Regions from separate parts of the Mus musculus genome. Here region 1 is linked to region 2. Evidence: chromatin contacts called from public promoter capture Hi-C data. All regions are on one chromosome and are shown on one strand. The core of a region is the stretch at or near the end of the contact, and the rest is flanking DNA. Distances in the headings are between cores, read along the strand shown.

Region 1 (2,971 bases), core at 362-2,861, 540 kb after region 2:
CCTGGCTTGGTAGGTAACCCAGTTGCAATGGCGCAGAGCTTGGGTCATGTGGACATCTGATTTCTGGGTCCTGCCTGGTTCTGCTATCTCAAGTGCCCAGAACCCTTCTGAGCCTCTGTGAGCTTCTGGAATGCCTTATTGCCTGCTGCCCAGAGCTTGAAGCTAGGGGGTACTCTACCAAATGTAAGACTAGTGCAAATGCATACCCTCCCGTGTGCTTCCACGAGCTAGTGAAGCAATGGCTTCACAGGCCAGAGTGTGCACATGGCCCTCATGTTGTGGGCCTTGGGAAGCAGAATGGGGACAGAAGACAAACCAGGACCCTCTAGAAAGGCTGTCTTCATGGAGTGACCTCCCTGGCAGGGGTAGGGGACAGTGTAAAGACAAAGCAGATGCTGGAGTTTCCATGGGTATGAGTGGCTGGGGAGAGTCTTAGGCATCCACTCTTACCTTCCGGCTGGCAGATGGGGCAACCTGGATCCTGCTGCCTAGGTAAAGCCTTGCTCGAAAAATAAAACAGGGAAACTGCTTGAGATAGAAAAGAGGGAGCCAGGCAGCTCTCACAGCTTGGGGGGGGGGGGAGGGGGAGATGCAGGGAGGTGGGGCTAGCAGCCACATAACCAGGTGAAAAAAAGTCTTCTCCTGGCCTAGTAGCCCAGTCCCCAGCACAGAACGGGATTGTCCTGGGTTGCAGGACAACACCATAGGATGTCAGAGTGGGGCTGGCGCCACATAAGGGCTGCCTAGACTTCATAGTTCTGTAGGGACCTTACCTTCATCTAGGTCTTGTGTCCCACATCCTGCCTTCCAGGCCTCACGCAAGCCCTGCCTGACCCAGGCTCAGAGCAATCAGACCCTCCTGGTCCAGTCCCAGAGGCAGAGAAGGAACAGAAATGTTGACAGATAACAACTAAGGGAATGATGTAGATTCTTTGGGGAGGTGGTCTCTGAGCAGACCATCTCAGGGCAAAGTACTGGGGAAGGAGAGAATGACACAAAAATAAAAAGCCAGGCGGCGGGGGTGGTAGCAGGGCCAGCTACGATGGGTAGGTCACCTGGAAGGTAATAGCTATTTTTCTCATTACGGTAACAAAGTGCCTGACAGGATAGTTTAAAGGAGGAGGGTTTAACCTTTGGTCCATTTGAGGGTACAGCTCATCATGGCAGGAAAGGCACAGTGGCCAGAGCTTGAGATGGTGCATCCATGGTCAAGAGGCAACAGGAGACAGACACTGCTACCTCATCTTCCTCTTCATCCAGTCCAGGAAACTGCACCATAGAATGGTGCCACCCGAATTCAGAGTGAGGTCGTCCCACCTCAGGGAGACCAGTCTAGAAACTCCATCACTGTCATGCTTAGAGGTTCGTCTCCTGGGTGAGCCAATGGTCAGCGCTGACTGTTACAGGGAAGTTTTGAGGCAGGAGCTGCAGCACAATTCTGAGGGAGGCAACAATGCTGATATTGAACCAAAGCTGCCAGCCCTGACCTCCAGGAAGGGGTGTCCTGTAAGTGCCACGTGTCCTCCAGAAGCCATTCTAGGACAGGCCTATCTATCTGTAGTGTTTGTGCTGTTTGAGGGCTCTTGTGCAACGCCTGAAACAGAAAGGCCTCTGTGTCCATCAGTCCAGAGACATTAACTCCAAGACTAGAGATGCCTGCTGGTTCCAGCCGCTGCCTGATGGGAAACAGAGACAACGGGTACTCTGTAGGGCCCTGTTAGGTTCCTAATCTCCTGGCCCTGACTCAAGAAGTGTTAATAGGAACAAGAGGGGCCTGCCACTAAGCAAGGAGCCTGGGGTGGGACCTTCGCTGTAGCCATGGGGCCATGCTTTGAAATGTCAATGTGATCTGCACACTGGATGGTGGGCTAAGGTTTCCAAACAGTAAAAGGACCGAAACCACTATTTGCAGCACTATAAAGAGGAATGTGCTGTGAGGCACTAGGCAAATTTCAGCAAAGTGAATTATTAAGTCCTTTGGAGCCCCACGTGGTGGAGAATTGCAAATTGTTATCTGTTCTACAGAGCCTGTCTGGTCAGCCGCGGGACACTCTGTAAAGCGCGCTGCACTCTAGAAGTGGAATGGTTTGCCAGCTACAAAGCCGGCTCCCTCAGCCCTGTGTGAACAGCACTGTACCCTGCAGAATCTACAGAGGCTTGCAGGGCAGGACTAGGTCCAGGCTTTGCCGCCTCCTGGCGGCCAGGGAAAAGGCGATCTGGCCGCAACCTAGACTACTGCAAAGAAGAACCTGCGCATGCGCAAGAAGAAACGCCCGCCCACTTTAGCCTGTGGGTACTCACGGCCAGACATTGGTTCTACCTTTATGTTATTCTTCAACGAAAGTTAACCAAGTCCCTTTAAGGATTGGCAGTTTCCTCTTACAGGAATACAGTAGCAGGGCACATGTGTCCTGATGGCGTTGGGACTGGTGGGCCATTCTTTTAAATCATGCCATCCTGAGACAGGACCCACCAACACAGATCTTGGGGGAAAGAACCAACCTATGTCTAAAGGCGAGAGGCTCCGTGAAACTGTGAACCTGGGAAACTACTGCACAGAGGTGAAGGAAGAGTGGTGACAGAGGCCCCATGGGTTCTGGACTCTCCCAGGCACACCAAGGCCCTGCTGTCAAACTGTGTGGGCTGACTCTCCCCATGGCCCACCTGTGCCTGAAGTTACACTCCAGTCTTCTGACTTGGGCATGAGCACATGAGTCCTTCCTAGCCAGGAGTAACCCTCCAGAGAACTGTGGCTGAGTGCCTGTGTTTGTCAAGCTAGGAGAAGCAGTCACTAGATCCTGATGACCTCATAGAGTAGTGTATGGACACAGGTCCTTTAGGATATTGTCCTGAATCCACCAGTGCCTGAGATGACACATTCCTGCTTACAGGAGAACAGGGGTAACGGGGCCTATGCAAGTCTTCCAGGCAACAGCTCAAGAAGCACAGAGCCATGCTGACCTACCAAGGG
Region 2 (3,302 bases), core at 514-3,013:
TATAATCTTCTGGGCCAGTTCATTTTCCTGGCTTTTATAAGGTGCAGAACACAGAGGTCCAAGTACTAAAGTGACGTCATTTACTGAGCCAGGGCTGAGAGGTATGGCAGAGTGGTGGAGGGTAGTGGTGGACTGAAGAAGCTATATCCTTCAGTGGTGGGGTTCCAGCCTGTTTCTGCTGTGTGCAAATGCTGGCCTGATGGTGACAAATCTGATTCCATGAGGGGTAACTTCCTATCTGAAGCACAGGCAAATAATCTTCAACTGAGCTGTGTCTACCCTGGAACAGCTCCAAAGAATAAGAATCTTGCATTATCTAGTAAAATACCAGATTCCGTCCTCTTTCAACTCTTCCCCCTTGCAGGCATTTTTTTTCTGCAGATCCCTGTGCCATGCACAGGAACTATCTGCTCAGCAAAAAATACCCAAGACTGCTGGGAACAGAGGAACATTTCAGCCAAAGTCTACCTGAGGGGTCTTAGCTGAACACGCTGAATTTAAGATAAAATCTTCACTAACCTCTAAAGACATCCATTTAAATACTTTCCACCTTCTTTCCCATGCCCCGGTAACACTGAATTGAGACTCTCTGAACATTCTGTCAAAATAGTCATTTAGCCAGGCAGTGAACACCTTTAATCTTAGCGCTCAGGAGGCAGAGGCAGGCAGCTCTCTGTCAATTTGAGGCCAGCCTCTGCCTGTTCAGTGCTGGGACTAAAAGCATGAGCCGGTACATCCAGTTTTTTTAGAAATTTTAATCTAAATCAAAGGCGCAGGTATTAAGTTTGTGAAAATGAATTGATGTGTGAAACTTTCTGCATGTAGTACCAAATGCTGGGCAACACAAACAACCGTGTATGATATCTAAGATCCATTTCTGCTTTAGACTCAACCTTTGGCTTTTGATTGAGAACTCAGTAATAAATGTCAAGGGGACACTCAGACTTTACTGGATTTCATCCCAGTTTCCCTCTCCACACTTTTCTTGTCTCACTGGGAATCCCGAATCTCTTTGGAGATTGGAGACTTAAGCTGCCTACCGAGAACTTTTCTAGCTCTCGAGTTAACAATGCTCACTTTTGCCTCAACCGGACGTCCCAGCCGGATGGAGGAAAAATGGAAGAGGAAAGGGAAAAAGTTGTTGGGTCTGGCCCGGTTCAGAGCGCATGCGCATCCCCGCCAGGTCCTCACTGGCTGGGGGTGGGGGTGGGGGTGTTGGAGTGGTTGGGGGGGTGGGGGAAAACAAGTCAGCGACGCTCTAAAGACTGGGGTCTCTGGTCACTACTCCGGGGTAAGGCGTCCAGAACTTCCGGCGCCGAAAGAGTGCGCAGCAAATTCCCTAGGAAATAAAGCTAACAAGGAAGGAAGAGGAGCCAAAAGGACGGGGTGGGGGTGGGGGGGTGCGGAGCTTGTTGCCTAGGTAACACCCCTCCTCCCTCCCTTATCTCCGCCCTTCGGGCCTGTGGAGCGAGTAGGCTCAGAAGTACAAGAGAACTTGGTGGGGCCTTGCTCGCTTCCCCCCCACCACCCAAGCTCCGGAGGCTGCTAGTACGCATGCGTGAGAGCATGGTGCGGGGCTGCGCGCGCACCCCTGAGGAGCACGCATCACCCCTTGGGCGGCTCCCGCCCGGAGTGGGACAGCTGGGCGCGCGCGCGCGCGCGCGTGATTGACAAGGGCGCGGTTTTCCCGTCCGGTAAGTTTTGATTGGACAGAGTAAAATAAAGGGGTGGGAACCTCCACGGAGGCCGCTCAACGATTGGCTGGGAGCTGGAGGAGCGTGGTCCCGGGGCGGCCGGTGGGGTGGTCTGCTTCGGCGCACGCGAGGCTTTGGTGGTGGCCGCGGTTCTTGTTAAGTGAGCGAGCCCGGGGGAACACTCATCACTGGGTTGGCAAGACTCAGGAATCCCAAATTCCCGAGGAGGCGTGGCGGCGGGGTGCCGGCCGGTCGGTGAGTGCGATCCCGGGAGTCCCAGCGCCCCGCCCCTCCCTTTCTTCCGGGGCCGCGCCGCGCCCCCCTGGATCCTGGGCCGTGGGGTTCTCTGTGCCAGCGGTCCCCTCTCGCCTGCTGCACAGGTCCTGCCTCCAAACCCACAGAGGCGGAACTGAGAGGCCCTCAGGACGATCTTCTCATCAGCGCTTCGTACAGACCATGGCCGAACCGCTGAAGGAGGAGGACGGCGAAGATGGCTCTGGGGAGCCCCCTGGGAGGGTGAAGGCAGAACCCGTTCACACCGCTGCCTCTGTGGTGGCCAAGAACCTGGCCCTGCTCAAAGCCCGCTCCTTCGACGTGACCTTTGACGTGGGGGACGAGTACGAGATCATCGAGACCATAGGCAATGGGGCCTACGGGGTGGTGTCTTCGGCGCGCCGCCGCCTCACGGGTGAGCTGGCTTCCTGAGGCTCAGCATGTGTGGACTGCTTTCCAGAGGCGGTGAGGAACCCGCACGGTCCCAGGAGGATCAGCTGCGCCGGGGATTCTGGTTCCACTCACGCTTACGGACTAGGTGCCAGCTCCCCGTTAGGTACCCTTCTCAGGAACCCCTGCTTCTCCCAGTCAGCCTACTTTCTCCTTAGGAAAAGGATATTCCCTGTAAGCCAGAATAGAGAGATGCTCTTTGGTGTCCAAAAGAGATATGTTCTAGAGCCAGAGATTGGCACGATGGAGTGGTGGAAGAATGGGGAGGATCTGGGATGGACTGACTATGTGAGGAGGGAGGGAGGGAGGATCAGTTAGTACAGTCACAACCACTGCTAACTAGCCGCGCCTCCTCTCTATGTGAGCTATTAGCAGCCGTTTCACGAGGCAGTTGCGAAATTAAAATTTGATATATGTTACACACAGGGCCCTGCACACAGTAGGTACTTACTGCTATCTGGGCTCCAGAAGAGCAGTGCTGGAAGGGACCTGCAGCTAACTTGAAGGTACTCTCTGGTATATGCCCTTTTCCTGCTCCCCAGGCCAGCAGGTGGCCATCAAGAAGATACCTAATGCTTTTGATGTGGTGACCAATGCCAAACGGACCCTCAGGGAGCTGAAGATCCTCAAACACTTCAAACACGACAATATCATCGCCATCAAGGACATCCTGAAGCCTACTGTGCCCTATGGAGAATTCAGATCTGTGTAAGGAGTGGGCCAGGAGGAGGAGACACAGTCGGGATCAGCTTAGAAGCCCAGGTTCAGTAATACTGAAGTTCTGGCAGGGCGGTTGAACCCAGAGTGATGCGGGCTGTGAGTCCAGGACATTGGTAGGGACAGTTCTTATCTCTCAAGAGGGCAAGGGCTGGGGATGTCGATCAC

The links. Promoter capture Hi-C pulls out the DNA fragments that hold promoters and counts their contacts.
Region 1: a contact with region 2 is called in a promoter capture Hi-C map of liver, with 2.4 times the contacts expected there. The contact joins the enhancer-like site here to the promoter of Mapk7 in region 2. A contact is called at or near these places in 7 of 39 promoter capture datasets (cranial neural crest, embryonic stem cells, frontonasal cranial neural crest and 3 more), 4 of 484 Hi-C or Micro-C datasets (cerebellum, embryonic stem cells and palatal mesenchyme), 5 of 115 datasets of contacts at active chromatin or transcription factors (bone marrow-derived dendritic cells, bone marrow-derived macrophages, embryonic forebrain and 2 more) and 2 of 9 other capture datasets (embryonic stem cells and liver).

Annotation. Positions count from the first base shown.
Region 1 is chr11:60,953,226-60,956,196 of GRCm38.p6, reverse strand. No RefSeq gene overlaps it. Among named protein-coding and RNA genes, the nearest start is that of Map2k3, 23 kb to the right of the region's middle. Within about 2 kb of position 1,611, at least 40 of the 459 cell types and tissues checked have an H3K27ac peak or open chromatin away from gene starts, as enhancers often do. A contact at or near this core is called in bone marrow-derived macrophages, liver and palatal mesenchyme, where this site is marked.
Region 2 is chr11:61,492,727-61,496,028 of GRCm38.p6, reverse strand. Mapk7 (mitogen-activated protein kinase 7) reads left to right here and starts at 1,763. Exons shown (of 7, transcript NM_011841.2): 1 at 1,763-1,949; 2 at 2,075-2,382; 3 at 2,960-3,125. The coding sequence starts at 2,151.